2 separate regions of the Drosophila melanogaster genome follow, and region 2 is linked to region 1. The links are chromatin contacts, called in public Hi-C maps. All regions are on one chromosome and are shown on one strand. The core of a region is the stretch at or near the end of the contact, and the rest is flanking DNA. Distances in the headings are between cores, read along the strand shown. Region 1 holds the start of CNMa (CNMamide). Region 2 holds the start of CG1927.

Region 1 (6,629 bases), core at 3,991-6,490:
AAGGAGCTGGGCAAGAACCTGGCCACCCAGTTCAACTGCGCCTTCATGGAGACCTCAGCCAAAGCCAAAGTGAATGTGAACGATATTTTCTACGACCTGGTCCGGCAGATCAACAAGAAGTCGCCCGAGAAGAAACAGAAGAAGCCGAAAAAGTCCCTATGTGTTCTGCTATAAGACTTCCAAAAACCACCAAAACTAAAAAAACAAAAAAAAAAATATATAACAGAGGAGGAGGAGAGAGGAGCAAAAGTATAAGCGTAAAGTAAAGAATTTTCAAATTTTTTTCGTTCTCGTTTCGTTTTGGATCCGATGGCAATTGTCGAATTGAAATAACCAATCTACTATATACAAGCAAAACTTAAACTGACAAATGTTTTTAACTGTTTCAAGTTTTTGTAATTATTACCATTTACTACTATTATGATTGTACTATTTTTCGCTGATTAACCATTAATTCATATGGGGAATTATTATATATATATATCTACATATTTAAATATATTTGTCGTTCGTTTTTGAGCCGTTTTTTAAATTATGCAACAAGTGAAACATTCGTAAACTAAAACATTCGTATTTATTGATTCTTTTCGATTGTACTCTACACATCTACAACTACAACTACTTATACACGCGAAAGCCCAACCAACAACAAGTATATCTTTAAATAGAACCGAAAACAACATTCGAAACACAAATCAAATTAAGCTAAACTAAATTGTACGCCTAAAAGATAAAGATAACAAATTCCACGAGAGAAATGAGCAAATAAATCGAGAAAGGAAATGAATCATGAATAAGGAACATATTTTATAAAAATATTGTATGCAAATGATGTCAAAATGTTGCAAACAACCAGAAGTAATGAGCCCCCTCCCCCTTAGAAATTAGTTTAAAACAAATTTACAATTAATTGTTTACCACGATCAGTTGCATCAAATCTGAACCCCCCCCCCCAAACACACACATACCAGCCACATCCCACACACACACACACACATTCGCAACCAGAACTCACACACACAAACACACCTACACATTTCCGGCGCGCTCTCAGAGAGCGAAAAAGCTACACGAAAACGGAAGCGGAATCGAGACAAGAGGCTCCTGCGGCCAAGGCTCATTTCCGCTTCCTGGTAAAAAGAAGAGGAGCAGGAAGTGCAGAGAGAGCCACAAATTCTAGAATATTTAATACATAAGAAATGGTTTAACACAAACTAAACTGTCGTGTCAATCCCAAAATGAAAAGAAACCTAAAAACGAAGTAATTTACAAATATTTCATAATAAACATTGCATAAACTTCGCGTACGAGTAGTAACCAATATGCCCTTAAATCAAAGTCTAAACACAGCCAACAACCAACATTAAAAGTAAACTAAATAAAACCTAAGCCCAAGCGTATATATTAAATATATGATAAAGATACAAATCATTTTTGAACATAATAAACAACAAACAAACCAACCGTTACAATAACATAATGTAATAATGAGCGTGTGAAAAATGTAATTGAAAAACCATTTTTTCGAACTTGTTTCCCTACTGGTCGCGTTTTTGGGACCCCACACAGAGCCTCTGATCTCAGAATCCTGGCAGTCCCGAATTCGCGACGCAGTAGGTCGACATGATCGAGCATCTTTTAATTATTAATAAATGTATTATGTTTATAAAAAATTAAAAAGGAAATGCAAAAACAAAATAAAAATTAAATAAATTCATTTGTGGAGCGTATGCCTTATTCTTAGCATAGTTCATTCAGAAGTTAAAGACAAGACGATTGCATTGAAGTTTTGAAATATCTGTATTTGATACTTGGAATAGTTATATAAGGTTGTTATTCAAATATTTATACATATACAATTACAATCAAATAGCTCGTCTTTATAATTATAATATTCTGCTAGTTTATAGCACGCATGTTAATCCAGCGTAAGATCTGCGATAGGATCGATTCGGAGTTAAGTTGGGGCGTAGGAGTAGTAAAACCGCATTGTATCCACAGCTGATATGGTATGCAAGTTCCGAGAGATTCGCGGGTTGAGATATACAATCATAATGCATGCTTTTCGTAGAAGCCGGCGAATCGCTCGCCAGCAGTTAAAATGTAGAAAGTGAATTTTAAGACAGAGTTACGTGGTAGTTTCTATTACTGTACAATAAGTGGCTCGAGTTCCGCTTCATGACTAGGTTTTGGGCTAAGCAAAGTGCTATACTGGGGGACTCGCCTCCGATTCCTGGTGTGATGCTTGTTAATTAACGCTTTTTATAATCAGTCGAACGTGTGAGTGAGTGTGGCTTTCTAGCAATCTCTAGCAATCGCGGCTTAAAAGAGGCCGCCTTAGTATCGATTACAAATTATGCATAAAACTTAACTACGCTAATTTGGCAACAACGAAAGGGTAAACAAAACGTATACAAACAAGGAATATATGTATGGGTATATGGGGGTATTGCACGGTAGGGTAAAAATTGCACTTAAGGTTAAAACTAGGGTAATACCATCGCATCTTTGTGTCGAGATTGGGATAGGAGATTTCAGATTTCGTTCTTGCCCGGAGATTACTTTGGACTGGGGAACTGGGGAGATTACTAGCGCACGTGATCGTCACGTTATGGCCGTTGAGATTAGATAACAAAACGATCCGCTTCACTTGCGCAGCTGCAGTTGACCCTGCTGCTGGCTGGACTGGCTCGCTTGCTGCTGATCACGCTGCTGGTGGTGGTGATCCTCGTCGTCGCTGGGCTCTTCGCGCAGCGGCAAGGAGTCTATCTGCTTGGCCGTGGTCACCTTCTTGTTGCGCTGCCAGGTGAAGACTCGGGCCATCTGCAGGAACTTCTTGCGCGACATCTTGCCCATGTTCTTGAGCCGCTCCTGGAAGGGTGCGTCGTCCTCGCCCTTAGCCTTGCCGCTCTGCTCCTTCTCGAGGGCGTTCATGAAGTCCTGATTCCAGCGCAGCTGATTCATGAACTCCTCGTTCTGCAGCATCAGGGCGAACTGTTCGTCCGGCAGTTCGAAGTCCTGCTGCCCGGGAGCGGGCGTTATGCGCAGAAAGCCCGCAGGCAGTGGACCCAGGATGGGCGGATTCCAACGCCTGCTGCGTTTGGTGGGCGTGTTGTTCTGGCTGCTTCCCTTGCTGTTGGCCGCTCCCAGCGGGCGCTGCTTGGGCGAAGCGCCCGTGTTCTGATGGTTCGGCGATGCACCGGCCGTCGGTAACAGCGCACTGGGTGCTCCAGGTGCACCGACTGCACCCGCTCCTCCGCCGTCCGTGGTGTCCACCAGCTGCAGGTCCCTGTCCGAGTCGTTCAGGTTGATGAGGCTCTGCTGGGGCGAGACATTAGCATCCAGTTCATTGCGCAGTTTCTCGTTCTGCGTTCGTTAGTGGGTTAGTACAGCATAGACGTTAGTATACACAGGCGCCTCCACTCACCTGGTTGTCAATCGACATGGCCAGCAGGGCGTCGATGGTCTGGTCCACGGCCCCCAGGTTCGCCCGCAGGATGGCCTCGATCACCTCGCGGTCGATGTCCGGGAACATCTTCTTAAAGTCGGTCATTGCCTGCGAAAATTCCAGCTGCAGCGTTGACATGATTATTCTTATTTTTATTTTCGCCCCCACAGTCCAATTGACGGAGCAGTGTGACCAGAGCGAATGTTCTTTAATTCTGCCAACAAACAGGGGGTTCCTACTGGTGACAGATAAGTTGATAAGAATTACTTGGCCCTTACAATAATCCAGATTGCTGAACAAGAATATTATTACTAACAAATAACTTAAATATTGAAGTGTTTTAGCAACATCAAGCAATACTCTATCATGAATTTGGATACATGCGAGGATATTACAATTCAGCGATTACACATGTTCAAAGAAGTGAGGAAAGCTTATTTCTGAGGTACTCTACAACCACAACATCTAACACTGGCAGTGTTGCAAAGCGGTTAAGTCCGGCTTTGGCGGCAATTCAAACTGGTTTTATGCGACCGTATCAATAAAGTTCAATTTAGTGCATTGTTTATGGAAGTTTGAGAAAGTTATCCGACAGATGACTCAGTGAAGCAGCCACATCGGCTGTCACGTGATATCCTCAACTCGAGTGGCTGATAATTGGCGGCACGTGCTGGTGCCTTTGTTCCGGCAAGCAGTGTCGGTTCAGTCGGTCGCGTTTTAATAAGTGTCAATTAGCACTGATATGGCTGCCACTTAATTTGCTATCAGCTCTGGGCGGTGTCCAAAGAGCCCGCTTATCAGAATCAGTCGGACAAGTGATGAGCGAGACACCCCCGCCGGATTTGGGTTCGGAATAGAGGTGATGAAACCATAAATTTCAATTTAATCACAAAGTCTGCGGAAGAAGCGTGGGCTACCTTCCGATATTTTCGGATCAGACAAGAGGTTTCGAGAGTTCGGATCATCCAATTATAGACTAGACGGAATTAATTGCTGTCTACTGGGACTTTGCTTTTAAGACGCATTATATTTGGGAAATGACTCGGGGGAGATTCTATATAAGCAAAACACAATCTTTAAAATACGTCGAAAATTTTAATTAAAGATTTTTATGCGACGGCACCCCCAATTAATTTGGGTTTCTGTGTGACTTAATCCGGGCAAGGTGTTGCGTCATATTTTTTTGGATTTTTATAATGAAGATTTGCCGAGATACGCGAATGATTAGGTACGCATAAGAGATAAGAGATCGGTGTAGTTATCTATGCGATGGACATGTGTAAATTTCCATGCTATTTTCGTATAAACTTTATTTTTAACCCCCTTGTATGATAGATTAAACATTTTTATTTAGATTTGTGAAAGGCACATCCCACAATGGGTTGGTTCTATTTACAAGTGCCCAATTAATCTTAATGTCTCATTAAAAATATTTTATTTACATTTGTGACAGGTTCACCCTGCACAATGGGTCATATTTACATGTACCCAAAATGTGTAAGGAACTCAAATCATGTGATGATTTCATTTGAATTCCATGAGTTTGGAAATGCCTTTTGCGATCTCAGCTTCCGCTGTTGAAAAACTGCAAGTCGACATTGACCCAATTAACATTTAAAATATTCCAGCTAAGTCATGACGAGTTTAATGACCTACAGTTGAAGTACTGGTTCATGTGGGAACATTTTCCGAATCTCACCCTGGCACTATCATCCCAGTGCACAGACTATAAAAACCTTGCTCAAATCACCTTGAAGTCCCAAAGCCCTGAGTTAACGAACCGGGCGAGGGAGTACGCCCTAGATGATAGTAAAATACTTACGGTTCAGAGATCGAAGTGGTACATAATTCAAGTGACTTAATTTGCTGACACAGCGCACCCAAATGACCCATCCCCAGTGCTGTAGCGCAGTCAGCAGCGCCAACTATATGGCCCACCGATCATAAATCTTGGCTTTATCGGTCGATTTGTCAAAAGCGTGGCACGACAAGCGCACGAAGATCGCGGCCGAAGGCTCCAACCGACTTGAGTCGGTGCTGGTGGGATTCGATGAGTTAGTTCGCCGCCAGAGCAGAACGCGTTTAGTAGGAATCCGAGTGCCTAAATCCGAGATTGTGCCCAAAATTAGAAGCGCAGAAATAAAATTACAAAAACTTTTCAAGTACTCGTGCAACCAGAGACCCAAACCCCACAAACACTCAATACCCCACCCATTGGTGGGCGAAAATCCAGTCCATCCGAGCCGCCCACACGAGCATTTGACTTCTGTCACCTCCGAAGTGGAAAAGTCGTCGGTTGTTGATTTTCACCTGTTGATTTACCCTTTTTGCGGCGTCGGTCTTCGAGCGCCTATATAAACAAATGCTCCCAACGGACCTGCGTTTATTCTGCATTGTCACACCTAACGGTTGAGATTCGCCAGCGGAGAATAAAATACAAAAAAATAATTTAAAGCCAAATCAGCAATCTATTTAGTGGCGTTCATTAGCTGGCTGAAGCTCTAATTTGACATTTATTTTTGGAACAACTCAGTAAAAAAGTACAGCTACAGTAAAAAGTACAGTTACAGTGAAAAGTGTTAACCGGAACTGACAGAATTCGGGATCAAGTGTCAAGAACTAGACATATCTGTCAAAGTTTTCAATTGTTTCCTGTGAATTTGGACAAAGGTGAGTTTGTATTACTAACTATTAAATCGAAACTAGAACTGTAAAAAACTTACTCAAAGTTATAATTATCTTGTGGCACAGATTATCCTTGGATTTTCCTATACTCTAAATATTTGTACATTTAAATGTAATCATTGAGTTTCAGCTGAATGGCGCCCATTTTAGCGCCCAAATTTACGTCGACTCATTGATAATGAAGCTTTATATATAAATTGAGTTATTTATACATTATCAGCAGAGGTTTTCAGAACTGTCACTGCGGGATTTTCGATTTTAATTACGTTCCACATATAGAAAATAAGTGTAGTCGTCTTATCAGGGCTGCAAGCGAAAGGCGAAATCCTAAAGTTTCAATGGAAAGAGTCGCGTGAATCGCTGGAAGGTATTGCGTAGTTTTACTTGGGAGGGGGGGATTCCAACTTAGATTCGGATGCAGATAGCTTTTGTTTACACAGCCCGAGAAGCGCGGAAAAAAAGAGGGCGTGTCAGTAGATTTGAACCTATTGTTCTT
Region 2 (6,207 bases), core at 3,286-5,785, 110 kb before region 1:
TTGCGAAGGAAGGAGGTTGTGGAGTTCTGTGTCTGGCTTGCTGACCTGCGGCGCTTTTGTGTTAATTGCGGTTGCATTTAATTACAGTTCGTTGCAACTGGCCAGCTTTCCCGACTGCACTGCGTTTTAACCACCTCCACCCCCCGCACATTTTCCACCAAACCGAGCCAAGACCTGAGCTAAGCTTTTAATTAAAATTAAAAATATTTGGTCTACTTTGGCAGCATGACTTTGGCATGTGTTCGACTATGCAGGCCATAAGCCAACATTGTTTACTGCGTGTGTGTATTGGCCAATTGCAATAAATCTTCTAGCCACATCATCAAATGTAAATTAAGGTCGAGTTTATTGAACCACAACGAATTCGAAGTTTACTTGTACACCGCAATGATGTCCAAAATGCTAACATAGGTGCCCACCACTCCGCCAAAGATGCCAAAGCACAAAAGCAGCAGATTGATGATCAACTTTATCCGGAATGGTCCATAGCCCTCGGTGTACTGGACGCAGATCTGGAGTAGCACGGGGAAGATGAGGCCCAGGATCGAAAGGCAAAAGGAGCCAACCAGGGAGAGGAAGACCGATAGATCCGGAATGGCAACCGCGCAGCCAACTAAAAATATATAAACATATTAAAACTAGTATTTCATCAAATGTTTCTTTCCTTACAAGTGAGCAGCACGATTATGGCTCTGAAAATCAGTTCATAGAATGTCTGCCTGGTTTCCTTGAAGCGCTTGGCCAAGTATTTATCCCACAGGATGTGGGCAGTCACATAGCCCTGCAAGGCATATGAGATCCAAGTGGTGATGGCAAAGAATACCTTTACCACCTGAGCGGGTCTAAAAGGCGGAATTCAACATTAAGTGGCTAACACTTAAATAGCATTGAGAACTCACATTTCAGACTGCGGAATATTCAGTGTAATACTGCCCTCCGACTCATTGCCATATTTCCAGTAGCCAAAGAATCCGAGCAGAACATACAAGCCCAGCACTATGGACATGCCACTATTCAAAATGCCACAGGGGCCCACAAAGGATTTGGGCGTGGCCATATTCTCCTCAATTGCCAGGATCTTTTCAAAGAAGATAAATGATTAAATTGCATTATATATGATATGTTTATTATTTTTAAGACTTACCACTCCCACTGCTTCCAGAGCAAAGAGCACTGTGCCAAAGAAGGTGGGCAACTTTCCGGCGGCCACAAAAGGATCTCGTTCACTTAGGGGTGGTAGCTCCTCAAAGATGTAGTACAAAATGATGCCGAAACCTAGTTAAAAATTAAAAAGTGGAACTTAATGACTTCTTTTTAGAAAAAGTATGCAAATTAAACAAAAAACTTACCCACTAGAAGCAAAAGATTTGCTGCACTGGAAAAAGGCGCGAGTAGCTTTAAATTCTTTATGCTATATATCAGCAGGAGTGGCACAATGATGATGCACATGTGTATTCGCACATCCCAGACCACCAGATACTCATCCACCAGCTGCTTTATGCTTTCCGCTATGAAAACCACGTAGACGCAACAGATGCCGAAGTGGTAAAAGGCCAGGAAGCCATCTACAAAGGGACTGATGAAAAATAACACTATAAAATATGATTTACATACAATATATAAAACATAAAACAAGTAAGTATGCCTCATGCCTAAGTTAAATGCTAAAGCCACTAGGAAACAAATTTCACAATAGGTACTCAACACTTGGCTAAAATGTAAATTGGTAAACCTTCCGCAACTTAAGCAAGTAATTGAATAAAAAAAACCCTCAAGATATTATTGATAAGCGATGTAAACCAATTACTAAACAAACTATTGGGATGTGCCCCCATATTTTAGGGTGCTATTGTAAAGATAAAGATACAATAAATCGTAGTGAAAATCTATTGATCAACAACAAGATAAGATTTTCATTACCCAATTGAGTAATCATTAAAAAGCACTTAGAAAGTTAATCAATATATAGAGGGAAGTTATAGATAGCAGTTGTTTTGCCGAGTTACTTCACTTACACGGCAATGGGTGCCAAACAACGCAGCCAGGGTGGACCTTGTTTGAGTCCCAGATTCATGGCCTGCGAAAAGCTGACGTAGGGAACCCGCTGCCGCTTGCACAGTATGTACATGCATTTGATCTGTAAATCAAGTATATATAAGTAAGTAAGGAAATTTCTATGTGACTCCCACCAAAAACCCACCAAAATGTGCAGGCAGTAGAGGGCCAGCGATCCAATGATCAGCGTGAGAAGGGTGCCATTCACATATCCTGCGTGTGCGAAGGCACTGGGCATGGCCAGGACGCCAGTGCCCACGGAAGCCTTCAGGAAGTGGGCGAATGTCTGAAAGTTTCTGGGGAAAGTGGGGCCTGAAAATGATTCTCTGAGCTCAGCACTGTTGAAAATCTATGCTTACGTAGTGGGATTCTTCAGCTCGCGGTGCTGATGAGGATCGTAATCATCGTTACTGCCATTCGCTGATTTTGTTGGGGTCGTTAATTCCAGTGTGGTTGGGTAAACCGTCACGGTTTTTATATCGTCGCTGTTGGGGGAGCAATTAAAAGTTGTTTTTGAGGTGAATTGATTGATTGATAAATGGGTTCGGGTCGTTAAACAATAAGCGCCAAGGAGGTTCCTCGAGAAAAGATGTTGGTTCAAAATTAAAGGTCGTAAAAATATACAATTTCTTAACCGGGATTTGGTTGAGGCTAATGTTTTGTCATTTATTGTGTTTGCGCATCAGTTAGCTTATTTTTTACGATCTCGAAACCAGAAGAATACGAAGACTACTCACTTCATAGCGATAAAGTAGCGACCGAGTATTTGATAAAGCTACTTGAGCTCGCGGGCGTATAAATCTTTTATCACACGCAATTAAGTCGCCAAAGAGACAAAGATCGTTTCGTGATTGCGAATTCCCGGCCCAACCAGATTTCTTGGGGACTCAACCGAGTGCCTGGCCCACCGGACGGATACTAAATTTCGGATCCCGGTCGAAGCCGCTCAACACCTCTCGTTCGTAAACCGTGCTGATAATCTTGGAAAGATAATTGCACGATAATCAGCCGTATCAGAAGACTTCGCGGGGAACGTGGGAAACCGGAGTGCAGCAATCCGAAATGTATGCCAAAATATTATGTGCACTCTTAAGTGGAAATAATAAAACCAGAATGAAGGCCTTAACCAGTTTGCTGATCGGTTTGAACCTCCCGAAAAGTTCATCGACAATCATCAAACTCTTTATACCTAATATATTATGGCAAAAGCTTGGACATCATTGAATTCAACATTTCTAGTTAGTCGATACTTCCACACAAAGCTTACATTTTACTTTACAGAATAAAGCTTTAGGATATCAGGGCGTATACGTGATGTAGAGATGTATATTTTCAATTTTACACAGTAACCTCTGAAAATGACATCTCCTGTTTTGAGCAACAGTAAAATTTAAAAACATTTACTTTAAAACAAAAGTGCTCCCGAAAATGTCTAAGAATCCACTTCGATTGTTCATAAAACCTGTAATTCTTCGCCGCCTGTCTGATAAGCCCAAGTTGAGCAACAAGCCATCGAACACCCCTCGCCCACCAAAGGATCCACCGGATGAGGGCTACCAACCGACCAGTGTCGATCACAATGGGATCGATGTGCCGCCGTTTGTGAGACCCTCTTCCTTCCGCCAGTTCAGTGGACCGGATGAGAAGCTGGGACCAGGAGCAGGCAAAGCGCTGCCCTACAAGAACCCAACTTACTTTGGCTATCATCGATTCTCATTTATGGAACTCACGGTCACGGCTGTGGAGTTACGAGACGAACGTCGATTGGACGGAGGACTACAGGCATCCATCGAAGCCGACGAAGAATCCGAGTGTGGCGAGGCCCAACTGGAGACCATGAAGAAGCTGGAAAGCGAGTGCGATGCGATACTCTCCAACCAAGCCAAGAAAATCCAGAAGGCCAAATCTTCGGCCGAGGAGAAGTGTCTCCAGGAGATGAGTGAGGAGGAGCTAAAGGAGTGGTGCAAGAAAAAGGAGGAGGACATCAAAAAGAAGGAGCAGGAAAAGAAGGAGGCCAAGTCCTCGCCCAAGGAGAAGAAAATCCAGGACATGAGCGAGGAGGAACTGAAGGCTTGGTGCCAGAAAAAGGAAGAGGACATCAAAAAGAAGGAGCAGGAAAAGAAGGAGGCCAAGTCCTCGCCCAAGGAGAAGAAAGTCCAGGACATGAGCGAGGATGAACTGAAAGCTTGGTGCCAAAAGAAGGAAGAAGACATCAAAAAGAAGGAGCAACAAAAGAAGGAGGAAGGAAAGTGTGAAGGCGATGACAACAAAAAGGATTAAATAAAGCAGACTGCGTTACTCTTGAAAAATGAACAATATTGTTCAAAAATGTACGTTATTTGGTAGCTTAATAAATGAATTGTAGTTTAATTCCAGTATTTTTAGTGTGTTGAGCTTTGAAAAAGCTCTTTCGAAAACTGGTATATACTGGTGGCATATTAGCGGTCACACCATCCGATTTTCTCTCCCAACGAATTGAAATCAGTTGTTCGGTGTGCGTGTGTGGAAAAAGTTCGAGTTCGCCGAGAGAAGCGTGAAAATCCGATATCGAAACTACGTTTTTTTTTTAGTCATTATACCGATTGGCTATGCAAATTTAATTGCGGATCTCCCAAATCATCGAAAAGCCAACAGGTCGCCCCTCAACCAAAATAAACACAACAATCGAGCCGCAAATGAAACGGGCAAAAACAGCAAAGGCAACTGGCGAACCGCTTAACCGGTTTCGAAATATCCATCGTAGCACAGTTTCCTCGTCCATATAATATTCCGATTGCAGTGGATCAAAATATACACACACACACTCGCATATAAATTCGCAGATATACGTTGTTTGTGTGAGTTTCTGTTTGTGGTTCGCGTGAAAAATAGTTTTGACAAATAAATACAAAGCCAGACGCCGACATAACTGTGAAAATAAACCATAAGCCAGACAGCAGCCATGGGTTATTCCATTAAGGTAAGTGCCAAAAGCGGAGAGAAGTGCCAAACGGAAAAGAGAAAAGAGAGCCAGATGTACTATGAAAGCTGCGATCTGTAAACCAGTTAACCATCTTGGTTAGTTGGAAAACAAATATACATATATATATACAAAGAAGAGTGGGATCTGTAGGATTTTTTGCGGCTCATGTCGGGCTTGTAATTAAGGTGCCATAAAATGCCGGGCCAAATCCCATACTCAGTTAATTACAGACTACAGCACTAAGCCAACTGTGACTCCAGTAAGCCGAAAAGAGAACGCAATAGCCAAATTCATAAACTAAATATAGTGTAGATTATCTAGTCACATTGATTAGCTGGCCTTGTTTTTATGTTCGACCGCTTATCTGCCATTACAGTCTTTTTTTCAAAAGGGCTCACCACCGTACATAGTACATTCAGTTGACATAAGTCAACTTTGTTTATGATGGACGTCATCAAGAGGGGTGCTCAAATACATGCTTTTGACCAAAACATGAAAAGCACTGAGAAAATAAAAATCCACCCTTTTCTATGTAATGTGTTATACAACCCACGGTTAAATGTGGATTATACAGTTTATGAACTTAACAAGCGACTTGGGAACGAAACAAGTGAAGGCATTTGTCAGGCTCAAATAACAATTTACTTATCAAGCTAGCAATTGTAAGGTATTTTATTTATTTTGTCTTGCTGTTCGATAAGCGTTTTGACTTTAAAAATAATCTGAACTCGAGTGGGAGTAGCCAACTTATCATGCTACCAACTCATCATAGGTTTGCTATCTGTACTTCTATATATTTTAGGAGTAGTTATAAAGAGTTTAGTTTGCCTTGCACGTAGTTTTGGTGGTAACTTTCCCAGAAATTTGAAGATCACCATCAAGTTCAGCAAGATAATTAAATGTATTGCACTGTGCCAATATAATAATAATCTAATATGAATATACGTTTTAGTACAAATCGACAGCGATTGTGTTTAATTGCCTTCGTGATCTTGGGAACATAATGCCCACAGGTTGTCAAGCTAAGGTTCGATTAAATGTCAGTCTCTGTTTGATACAAAGTAGTTTCGATATAACTCAATAACTCAATTTATTCGATTGCCAATCAGAGATCAGGGAGATTATCAATTTAGCCCCATCAGTTTGTATTATATGTGTTCTGATCAAATCACATTGGACACGCAAACCGG

What was found. Hi-C and Micro-C count contacts between places; a contact is called where the count stands out from the background.
Region 2: a Hi-C map of the Kc167 cell line shows a contact between it and region 1, with 3 times the contacts expected there. A contact is called at or near these places in 15 of 107 Hi-C or Micro-C datasets (the Clone 8 cell line, the Kc167 cell line, the OSC cell line and 5 more).

What each region holds. Positions count from the first base shown.
Region 1 is chr3L:1,854,202-1,860,830 of dm6, reverse strand. It overlaps CNMa (CNMamide), which reads left to right and starts at 5,240. Exons shown (of 5, transcript NM_001202092.1): 1 at 5,240-6,118. CG12024 reads right to left here and starts at 3,666. Exons shown (of 2, transcript NM_167921.3): 1 at 3,428-3,666; 2 at 1,784-3,318. The coding sequence starts at 3,586. The coding sequence ends at 2,647. It overlaps Rap1 (Rap1 GTPase), which reads left to right. Exons shown (of 2, transcript NM_057509.5): 2 at 1-1,716. The coding sequence ends at 174.
Region 2 is chr3L:1,968,407-1,974,613 of dm6, reverse strand. It overlaps CG1927, which reads left to right and starts at 4,535. Exons shown (of 3, transcript NM_139427.4): 1 at 4,535-5,014. The coding sequence starts at 4,997. It overlaps CG11815, which reads left to right and starts at 3,414. Exons shown (of 1, transcript NM_139428.3): 1 at 3,414-4,423. The coding sequence starts at 3,484. The coding sequence ends at 4,335. acs (arcus) reads right to left here and starts at 2,976. Exons shown (of 9, transcript NM_139429.2): 1 at 2,793-2,976; 2 at 2,415-2,540; 3 at 2,201-2,351; 4 at 2,016-2,137; 5 at 1,350-1,576; 6 at 1,145-1,275; 7 at 900-1,078; 8 at 670-842; 9 at 329-613. The coding sequence starts at 2,797. The coding sequence ends at 372.